Linked DNA regions of Bicyclus anynana: region 1 is linked to region 2. Evidence: chromatin contacts called from public Hi-C data. All regions are on one chromosome and are shown on one strand. The core of a region is the stretch at or near the end of the contact, and the rest is flanking DNA. Distances in the headings are between cores, read along the strand shown.

What was found. Hi-C and Micro-C count contacts between places; a contact is called where the count stands out from the background.
Region 1: a contact with region 2 is called in a Hi-C map of whole larva, with 3 times the contacts expected there. The contact joins the promoter of LOC112052645 here to the enhancer-like site in region 2. A contact is called at or near these places in 2 of 2 Hi-C or Micro-C datasets (whole body and whole larva).

Annotation. Positions count from the first base shown.
Region 1 is chr12:1,255,995-1,261,921 of ilBicAnyn1.1, forward strand. LOC112052645 (heat shock 70 kDa protein cognate 4) reads left to right here and starts at 3,332. Exons shown (of 3, transcript XM_024091819.2): 1 at 3,332-3,490; 2 at 5,079-5,283. The coding sequence starts at 5,079. LOC112052637 (transmembrane protein 161B) reads left to right here. Exons shown (of 9, transcript XM_052884879.1): 9 at 1-295.
Region 2 is chr12:1,215,612-1,221,805 of ilBicAnyn1.1, forward strand. LOC112052636 (V-type proton ATPase 116 kDa subunit a 1) reads right to left here. Exons shown (of 19, transcript XM_052884878.1): 6 at 2,852-2,978; 7 at 1,510-1,686. Among protein-coding and RNA genes, the nearest start is that of LOC112052638, 17 kb to the left of the region's middle. Within about 2 kb of position 4,155, at least 2 of the 8 cell types and tissues checked have open chromatin away from gene starts, as enhancers often do.

The sequences.
Region 1 (5,927 bases), core at 2,082-4,581, 40 kb after region 2:
TGGAAAATACTCCCGAGCATCCTGTATAATAGAAATAAAGACAAAATTGTGCATGTGTGCGTCCAGTGATGTAGCTAAATTCGGATCACTTTTGCGGTGATTTTGTAGTGACGTAACCTATCTATAGTATAAAATTATCATTGGGTTCGATTGATGGACGTTGTTAGAATATACCAAATTATTTATAATGATTGTGTGTGTTACTGTTTGTTGATTTTTTTGTAAGCTCAACACCTTAATGTGTAAGGATATTTATTTAAAGATTTGACTGTTTTTATTAAAAGTTTTGCATTTATGTTCATGTTTTTTTTTTTATCTACCAGAATATTGTTTTGTTTTAAATAAGAAGTGAATTGTTATAAACCTATGCCATGTTAATTGTCAAAATACTTAACACACAAAATTTTGAAAAATCTACAAGATGTGAAATTTTGCAAATTTTTGTTTATAATATCCAGTTGTCCTAACGGAAAAAGCTGATATCTTCGTATTAGCTTGATCATTATAATTTATAGTGCATTGACACTGCATTGGTAAGAACCTTCAGAAATCAGCTTTCTAACAAATACTATGTTCAAATCATGATACCCACAGAAACCTCTACCACAGATTAGTGAAGTAGGTAGGTACCTAATGTAGTGGCGTGCATAAGATATTTACCTAATGTATGCACTATACCTGGGATTCGTACAAAATGGAAAATTCTATTCAAAATTCATGCCACTTATGGGTAAGCAGTACATTTTTGCATCTATGAACCGCACGCTACTGACTTAATGGCGTGCACAAAGCTTTTGACTAGGCTAAGCATTATACGCACAAATTGTAAAAAATGGAAAATTCCTTCTCCAATACAGATACGTCATGAATCCTGGGCAGGCAAAGCATTTTTGCACCTACAGTGAATGTTAGTGATAGTAGGTACCTATCTACGATTACGCGCTGATAAAAGCTGGAAAAAAAGTTACAAAAAAATAATGAAATTAACAAGAATATGTATTTTTGTAATTTCAGTGTTAATAATTTATGATTTCATAATAATGTGTTGAGCAATAGTGGTGGCACATTATGGACGCAATTGAAAATCGCTGGTGGGAGTCTTCGGCGGTGGCTAGTCACAACCCTACCGGCCGACGTACCGCTAAGCGATTTATCAATCTGGTACGATGTCGTGTAGAAACCGGATTTTCACCCTACGATTACTCATAAAAAGTTAGCCCACTAAACACTAACCATAATAGATTGCATCATCACTTACAATCAGATTGTAGTCAAAAATTCAAAATCTCCCTCCACGTAGTCAAGTCAAGGGTTAATTAGTTTAATTCATATGCGTGACATGTTCGATTATTATCTGTACTACAGCTGTTTATGGTTTACTGTATCTAAATATTGTCTATGTCCGACTAAGAGTGATGTGCTACTACTATCGATAAATGTTATTTCATATAGCTGGTAGCAAAATTAAAAAGGAGGAAATTATACGTTTCACTGAATACATTATTGTCTAGTGATTATGAACCCTAAGTCTCTAGGCTTGTCACGGAGAAGCCTAGAGACTTAGGGTTCATAATCGCTCGCTCATATCGGGTTATTTACCATTGGAGTTGTTTATATCGCGTTCTGTTTTGTTATTGTTTTTTTTTTGTCGAATTATGTGGAACAAATAACACGCTTGTAGGCGTTACCAGAATAGTATAGAATCATTGTAATGGATATAAATACGCGACCGGCGCGGTGCTCAGGCTTTTAACGTGGCGAAAACCCAGGCGATCTACATAGGGCGATCCCACCTACCGCCCCCGGTGTCACTAATGGATGAGGCTGTCGAATGGTCCCCGACGGCTAAATACCTCGGAGTGACCATAGACAGGAATCTCTCCATGCGACACCACGTGAAAAATGTGGTCACGCAGACGCGTGCCGCACGGAGCCTCTTGCGCCCTGTGCTAGCGTCTCATCTGCCTCTCCGTGCGAAGCTGGGCATCTACAAAGTATACATCCGCACGCGCCTTACATACGCGGCCCCAGCGTGGTACGCGCTGGTCTGCGAGTCGGGCCGCAAATCGCTACGAGCGCAGCAGTCACTAACCTACTACTAACTAACTAACTAACCTACTACTACTAACTACATACGAAACCAGGCCATCTCCAGAGATCTGAACATAGAGAGCCTGGATGACCACATTCGCCGCCTGAGCATCTCAATGTTGATGACGGAGCGCGATCCCAGCACTTGCGAGGTATCGCGCCATACCATCGACGGAGTTTCTCCGGCGAGCTCGACCTCGCTGAGCAGTGGGTGAAGCACCACGAGGATTTACCACTCTGTCACAGTTCCGCAGACCGCCCGCGATATCTGCGAGCTCGATCGCGATGCAGCAAGATAGCACCGGATCTGATGAACCCATTGTTGACACCACGGACCTAAACGGGTCCTACCCAGCGCCCCGCCTGTCGTTGCAGGCGGCGTCGAGCATCACAGAGAGAGGCCAACGCCCCGATCACTATTACCCCGTGAGCCGTGAGGGTTACCGTGGAAGACCCATTCGTCGCTCAGGGCAGTTGTCTTTCAGAGCGAAACGAAATAACATCAAGTGTTACTAGCGACACAAGTGACGTAACCGAGTTCAGCAATAGTGAACTTGGCTACGATTTTGGACAACGAATTGCCTACGGTTGAAAGTGTGTATATATACTTCGATTAAGGAGTGGAATAAAGTCTCAAACGAGTCACCAGGTGTTTAATTCCAAATCCTCGAACTCTATTTCGTAACAATATATTTATAATTATAGTCCTGTAAGGTAATAACTTATAGTCCTGTTTACAAAAAAAAAAAAAACCAGAGAGTGCCTTGGACCACACAATTATTGAAGTATACTTTTTTAGCTCTCCCTTTCAACGTCCATTCTACAAAGATAATTTTATACTATGGATCGGTTACGTCCCTACAACATCACCGCAAAAAGTGATCCAAATAGGTTACAAAACTGAGCACACACGTGCACAATTTTATCTTTAACTCCATTATAGATTTATGAATATATAGTTTTTACACTTCCTGACTAAATACATATAAATAACATAAACTTATGCTAGATTGCTTCAGTCGCTAGAACTTTGATTTAAAAAAAATGTAATCGACATGATTTATATCGATACATAAACAGCCCTAGCAGCTGACAGTTCGAACAATCGTGACATTTCGGCAAAGTTCGAGAGCGTTGCTCTCTGGAATTAAATTTTTCCACCAATAAGCTTTAAGCGCGGGAGAAAAACTTCATTTCTATTGGCTGACGTCAAAGAATATTCCAGAAAACGCGAGTGACGTCTACCAATTACGCGCTTGCCTTTATATTGCTTCAAATGCGTCAGCCGCCAATTTAATCTACCATTTTATTGAAAACTGTCGTAATAAGAGGCCGCGATCGCGCACCTTTGCTGAGTGTACTATTTAAGTCTACTGAAGTTCTACATTAAGATAAAACAGTGAGTATTCATTTTTAGGTTTTAAGTTTAGTAACTTCTATCTCATTATAACTACTTTTATTTGTAATTATCGTGTGGATTCCTCTTTGTTAAACAGTTGGGCGTCTATGATGCGGTACTTCCTTGAGTTCCTTGTACTTTTCTGATGACTCATTCTTTTTCCGAAGTCATTAACACCTTGAACCGCGTATTGAAATTGCTATTCTGTACAATAACTATCATCTGACGCCCATTACAGACTTCTGAGTAGTAAAAAACTTGACCATGCAATTGTCGCACGTGGTTGCACCCATTTTATTTTAGAACCATGACGATTTACGATATAACTATCAACGTTGTCGCTTTCCTATTATCACAGGTTTCCCTATAAACGCGCATTGTTCTTCATCGTTCGGGAAAGTTCCACCGATCGATAATGCGTTATGGCGTCCATGCGTTAACCGCATGACAGCACTTTGCTTTGATAGTTTGCTATCAGTAATATCAGGCTGAATATACTTACAACTGCAAGCATCGACCTCAAATCTATAGATACGCTGTGCTAAACTCAATAATGGTTGAAAATATCTTCAAAATGTCGTAATTTGGGCATATTTCCGTTGTTCGAGGATGCTTTGCCGCACCCTATCGCCGCGTTGATTGTTCTAAAAAAACGCATTTACCGCTTACGCTATTAGACGGCTTATTCTAATATCTTAGTCTGTCTATAATTTTTAATATTTGACTGTATCGAGGCAGGTACATACTTCGGTTTTTACTCGAAGCTACTTCAGAATAGAATGCAACAAAAAACCTTTATCATAGGTTAGGCCGCTTTAAGATTCTCTGATATATTAAGAGCGCTTGTACTTCTATGTAATATATATTATAAATTGTTCACACTTGTGATGAGTGTAAATAGGGGGGATATCATTGACGCGTGACTCATTAGTAACACCTGTATTGAGATTTGAGAAATTAATAATAATTTTCCATTTTGTAGTATTTGTTTGTGTAGGTAGTAGTTACTAAGGACGTTTCTAATCTTAATATCAATTTACATAAAACATTAAAATAGTCAACACCTTGAGTTAAGTAAGAAGCGTCATTATTTCTATTACTGAATACTTCTGGACTGAAAATAGCTTGCTCGCCCACGCGACTGATTTATTCGAAAGTTTTTACGAAAAAAAACAGCTGTTAGCATTGATACCACTGTACTCTGTACGTATTATGTAATAATGTATTGTATAGGATTATGGTTAACAGAAGGTGAAAAATCAAGGTACTTTACAAAGGCCTTCTCAAAACCAGCTTGTAAATATTATAATAGGTGTGCACTGCTGGGGCGTGCATAAGGTTGTAGATCAGGGTATGCACTAGTAAGTCAATGTAATGAAACTGGGAAAATGTGTATTGGATAAGCATTACCAAATAATTTTTTAGTTAGTTAGGGTATGCAGTGCTTTAATGCATGTATGAAGTGCGTGCCACTGGTATGCAGTGGCACGCACTTCATACTATACTTCATATAATCTTATTTACAAGTTCTCACTCGCTACCACATTGCATAGGTCTTATTTAGCTCATTCAAAATTTATTGTTCCAGATGGCTAAAGCACCTGCGGTAGGTATTGACCTGGGAACCACCTACTCCTGCGTGGGAGTGTTCCAGCATGGGAAGGTGGAGATCATCGCCAACGACCAGGGCAACAGGACCACACCCTCATATGTCGCGTTCACAGACACAGAGCGTCTCATCGGCGATGCTGCCAAGAACCAGGTGGCAATGAACCCCAACAACACAATTTTCGGTGAGTCTTCATATTGGACACTTTCTTTTTTTTTACAGCCATAGGATAAGACAAGCAGCAGGCTAATTTCTTCATTTGTGAAAGCAATATTCATCAGTATGCCCCAAGATGTGCACCCAAATCATTTCTTCAGATTAAAAATAGACCAATGTTGACCAATAATTGTTATTCTCTTCACAAATGCCACTTTCCCTCACAAGATAAAGATAGCTGACTTGTGCCTGGTCAATCTTAGATAATAGTGTAAATGTCAAGTTGTTATCAAGTTAACTTATCACTTTGAGTCATATTTTATTTTTGTTTTGCCTGTAATGTTTCCTTATATTTTGTATTCATACATAGGTAACAAGTACATAATTTGTTGAATGATTTGAATTTTCCATGTTCACCCTGCTATTTTCTTGAAACTTACACAGAGGTTAAAATATAATTAATTGGCCATGTATGGTTTAAAGATAATCAGACTTCCTTGACTTTAAATGGTGTTGCAAGGTATAATGAGTCATTGCTTGGATTTTTTACAAGTCTGTGTGTGTGGTGGCATTGACGTGTCTACTCACATTAGTAATTAATATCTCATTACCGGTTATGTTGCAACTATTCTATACAAATAGATCCTTTATGATGATAACCAATATACTAGA
Region 2 (6,194 bases), core at 2,905-5,404:
AAAAAAAAACGTATGCGTCTCGGGACGCTCGACAGTATATCGAAGTGATAACTTAAACTAATTGCTATAATTAACTAAATCTAATTAATTATTAAGAATCTTTTAAGAGGTTTATGTCAAGCAGAGGACGTCCATCATCATGATGATGATGATGATGATGAAGATGATGACTAGTAACAAAATCTGTGCATGTGGTAAAAACGTACAGTGATATTAAAAAAAAACTGCAGAGGAAAATCGTATTGCGGTTAGGACAATACTCATACTAGTACTAGTAGGAACGTAGCAGTAGGTAAGAGTGACAAACGAACGCATAGCATGTGACAAGGGACGTACGTAATGCTGATCGTAAAATACTAATTACACGGTGAATTACCTACACTTCCATTATAAAACGCTGTAGAAGGAAACATGTATTGTTCGGGCTCTCAACTTTGTTTTGTTAAAACTATGAACACTATGTATTTCAAAAATTAAAAAAGACAATGAAGTTATTTGTATTGCCGCGTCTATGAAACACAAGTACCTACGATGATATCAAACTGAGAATCGAGTATTTAAAAGAATCAGAATCAAACTTTATGTTCAAAATCTAAAATTCATTTATTTTAAGTAAACGTAGTTTACAAGTAATTTTGAAACGTCAGGGCTTAAGGGCAAAAAAGTTACGAGGGCTCCAAACCTGCCTTGGTCTGAGATTAACCCACAATAAACTCAGCTAGATATTATTGCAATAGGATTCTAGATTCAAGACGTTTAAAGTATTTACTGATTTTTATAAAGGTTGCGCTATCTATAAAATGAAAAATTAAAGAATTATGTATAATTTTGCATTGATGTAACTTTGTAAAAAGTACCTATTAGTTTTTCAACGTGCTAAGCCGTTGGTAAATAAAATATTAAGTAGGTAGGTACGTCATAAAGGATTTAATTGACTCTTAATAAACAAGCTTGATCAAGGAAAATTGAATCTTTATTCAAAACAAAAATACTTATTATACAATTATTATTAATAGCCTCCGTTTTCCTACTAGTAGTGTATACTAGCCCATTATGTCAATGTCATACAAAGTCATCATACTCTAACCAAAAGCAAAAAAATCTCTACGTAAAGAATATGCCAAATTCGATTAGCACATATCGTATCTACATTGATTTTCCAATCCTTTTAGCTTTTTCGAGAAACTTTTTGAGTTCATTTTCTACTTAAAAGTATGGAAACCTATACCTAATACTTGCTAGAGGTCCTTCTTGCAAATTGTAAAGAAATTGTTACGTAGACTCATAAGTACAGTTGACAATCTAGCATTGATGTTTTTGCTCTAAACAACTAATAGGAATTCTTGTCCGGCTTCTGTTTTTCTGTTACATATGATTTAACATTCAAAGATAAAGAAAATTAGCATTTTCTACTTCTACTACTTTATACAATCCCATGCTCCATGTAAAGCTTATTAAAGTTTTACAGGAGTGATAGTGGCTGATGTGATGACAAAGGTTCAAACTTACCGTGTTCAAGTCCTCGATCCTGGTCATAACGCCCATGGCCATCTCCCTCCTGTCTGCGGGGGCCTCGGGACAAGGGTAGAGGGTCGCTCTGAAACCCTCGCATATTTTCTTCACACGGGTCTTCAACTGGTCTCCTTGGAAGAAGATGATGAACACGGATTTGTACACCTGGTCCGACTGTGGGCAGGAATAATAGATAAATTAGAAACGCTGTACTGTATTGTGTCTACAAACCAGGAATGGCCTAAATGTTGATACTAGAAATTTATACGGAAGGGATTTTGAGGAATTACCCTTTAAACCCATTAGATAACACTTGCTTTAAAAGTGAACGAAAACATAGTGAGAAAACTGTACGGCTTAGAATTCTTTATGATATTTACATTCGTTCGCTACTCATCTGTAGTTATAGATCTCACGTTCGAAGCGACGGTGTAGTCGTAAAACACGACTTCGCAGATTGCATCGTATGTCATGCAGCTTTAATTCTTCAGAACTTTTGTTATTGAACAATGTATTCGTATGTTACGTGGAAAAATAAATATACATTCTATTCTATTATAACCCCTACAATCCTTCTCATTCTAATAAGTAACGAGCCTGTTATGGATTCCTGATGGAGATATTACTTGCCCTCTAGAAAATCGACATTCTAAATTCTGCTTAACTCTAAATTTTCTACAAGGCAGCTAAATTTCAAGCATGTTTCAATGTATCCAAAAAATTATAACAAAACCAAATCATCAAACAAATGAAAGCATCCAATCTAATCTTACTGTTCACTTTTAGTAAAGCTTACTGTTAGCAAAACAGAATTGAAAAGGATGTGATATTTTCGCCGTTCAATTCACCATTGTTTGCGGAACACACTTGCTTATATTTTTGCATTTAGTGGTCGTTTGTTTGAAATTGTTTTTACATAACAAATATTATAACAATGGTGCATTTTATTGTCTGAGTATCTGTATTCTTTATATTCAAAGTATGGAAGCATTTGACACGGAATGGATAGAAACCAAACAGCGGTGGCGGTACACAATCGCGTTTATATTTAGCGGTACTATTTACTGTTGTTATTTGGCCTTCGGACGTTTAAAACTTTTCTGTAGGCACAGTTCAGGGCTAGCCCATCCCATCACGTAGATCAGATAATGGGCAACGAATTACTAATGACTGATCAACAATCTAATGATTTTTTTTATTACTAGATAATTGTTTTTCAGTTTATACTCTTTTACTAAAAAAGCTTTTGATTTTACTAAACTTTGATGTTACTTGGCTATATTTTTAAACAAGACCATTTTATTAGGAAATTAATATACAAATTATAAGTATTACTTACCGACGACGGATCTTCTAAAGGTGTATCAATTTCAGCCTGCCTCAGGAAAACGTTTCCCCGACAAGCACGCCACAACATCCGCTCAAAGGCCGGGATACGCTCTCGTAGAATTACACCAGCAACGAAACTGTGAGGGAAATATTATTTAAAACGAACTTTACACTGGTTCACCGAAGGTAGGACCTTGACTAGGGGGCCCTTTGGAACCACTTTTGTTCCTTTTGTATATCCACGGTAATTTAAATAATCATAAATGCAAAAGAGACCTTTTACACAATGGAATACAAAAAAGACTAAAAGTTGTTCCACATATAACAGTCTCGCTAATTATATGTATTAGTAGCTACATTTAACTAATAAATTAACCCCCAAAATGAATAATATGTATAATTGTATATGGTAATAAACAGGCTACAGATTTAATCTTAAAAAATCTTAGGAGTAGCCAGTGTTTTCAGAACGAAAAAATAATGTAATGTTTGAATTTGTCAATGAATACTTATTTTTATAATTTTGTTGATACATTTTGACTAACCAAAATCAGTTCATTTGATTGTATGTGTTTTTAAATCAAAATGTGTCAACTGCATACAGAATTTACATAAGATAAATAAAAATAAACTGTGCATAAATGAAACAGAACTTTGCCGAATGCTAATAGCATTGAATTACATTTACGATTAAAATCAACTAATGTAAATGTATAAATTCTTTTTAGATACATCAATACAATAAATACAATGAAACAATAATAATTATTATCAGTTTCACGAGGTTTAAAGTTTCATTTATGCCATATTTAAAAAAAATGTAATATTTTACAAAATGCAGTTTGTAAATAATCGCAAGTATCAGTGAAAGAATGTTAGTCACGATGCTCTATAAGGTCTGTCGATCGTCACAACGAAATCTCTTTGATTTATAGAGAAGTATTGTGATTTCTTATTACGTTAGTTTTGTCTTGTATTTTAGTCAATATTTCAAATAGGATCATCTATAGGAAGCAATCATCTTTTTCATTTCAAAGTAAGTTTCAGTAACAGGCTGATTTTCAACATAAAAAAAAACAATAAATAATTTAAATGTAGTTTTATATTGTTTTTTGATTTCTTTCGTGACGTTTGGCATGATCTGAGTGGCAGTAGTATTAATCTTTCGTTGTCTTTTGAAGAATATCAGAATAAATTGATCATAATACACCAACACAGAGTAACGCTTGCATCTATTCAACAGTGCAAATATACGTCATTCCAACGACACAGTAGAGTAAACATGGGACTGAGTATTTACAAACTGCATGTGGGAGACATTGATATGGCCCGTCTGATTACGGACGCGATAAACCTGTATGAAATTGTCGCCATATGTATCTTGTCCTACATAGCTTTATAATGGTTTTAATTCTGTTATAGAGCATTTTAAAAATACTATACACAGCAAGTATACACTACACACTATATACAAATGGCCGCAGAGTTAACTACGAATTGGAAAATGTTGTAAAAGGCTAAACAGTAGTGAGACATTGTAAAGCCCAAAGTCTTCACTAGCTAACGCACGTAGTGAGGATCCCAAATACTAGAGAGGGCCTAAAGTTATGAGATAATGGAGACCACAGGTAAAACAATTGAAAGAAAGAACTAAAAAAGATGGCTAGATTGTATGAAAAACTTGCAAATGATGAAAAAAATAGGAATGTGGTAAATGTGAAGAAAATAAATGCATGGAGAAAAGTGGTTGAGGAGGCCAAGATCCACAAAGGGTTGTAGCGCCGAAGGAAGTAAGTATACACATAAAGTAAATTGCGCTTTATTTCATGTAACTAAGGTTTACTTTACAGATGCTTTGAAACTTATTTTTATAACACTTCGTCTGAAAATGGTTTCCCAATTACGCCAAAGCGTCCTTGTTTTGAAAACTGGTTGAATTAAACCAATCTTTGTGTAATTCAATTCAATATAAATTCACAAAATATGATTTTAAATTGAGCCGATTTGTTATTAACCCCGATTGATAATACGTTTATTATCTTACTACATTTTACGCTTAACAGATTAACAAAGATTACGTTCATCGATCTTTTAGGCTTAGTAGATTATACAAATATATAGTTATTATTACTATTTGCTTCTAAATAATTCAACTCATAGTTAATATATTATTGTATTAACAGTCTTTGAAATGTATTATTCAAATAATACCTCCTCTTTTTTTGGAAGTTGGTTGACAAGTAAGTATTATGCGTGACAAGCACCTCTGCCTTGTACAAAATTTATGTAAATGAAGATAATTTTGGTACCTAACGATTGGTGCATGCAATGTATGGTTACGTAAACAATAATAATTTTGTCTATAGACAAAACACTGTGAAACCATGTTCACAATAGCCTTGTGATATACATAACCGCTAGTAAAAAAAAATGTAAGTATTCCTTGAATAATGGATTCCTTTGAATATAAAAGGTTTAATATGGTCATATTCTTTGTCTAAACAAATAAGATATAAATTGTATAGACCATTAGATAGCAGTAAAGACCTTCATCATAAATTAATTCTTTCATTATATTTATCCACGACTTCAAATTAATTAATATATACTCATTTAATTTTTATAATGCTTTTGTTTTAGAGAAATAAAAATTGAACATCTGAACGTCATTCTTCACATCATAATAATTCGTGCCGCATTTTAGGAAAATAAATATTAAATGTAGTTGCTTCGTTAAAACTAATTAAGATAAAAATATATTACCGAGTCATGTGGTAATTAAAATTTATTGTCTGGTAACACTGTAACTAATCATCTTTTCGTGATACTAGTTCAGAGTACTGAGCAGTTATCTCTCCCTATGTCACATATCCCGGTAAGAGTGTACTTAACTAACTCTTTAGCATTTTGTACATAATATATTACTCAACTGCAAAACACGATTTCATTATTTTTTTTTCCTCTGTCTGTGTAAGTGCCGTAGGCTCCATAATGGGAACTCAGCGGCGTCACCGGGGGATTTGGGCAAGCGCAGAAGCATCGCCTGATGGGGCCCGAAGGCACAGAAGCATGGACGGACCGACACTCTAAGAGCGTCTCCTGAGACTCGGACCTCGGCTTAGATAGAGGGCCGTTCGGGAAGGATGAGTTAAAAAGCCCATCGTTAGGGTCCGATATCGGGGACCAAAGATAAAATTGTTTGTGTTGCCTGGGAAGCATTGTCGTTCGTTATGTCATCGTCAGGGTCGTAAAGGACGTTTTTTGGGGGTCTAGATCTACAATTGGCGTTAGAATCGGGGGTGTATATGCAAGCCTCAACTAGTTAGTTGAGGTGGGTGGCGGTTCTCTCAAAA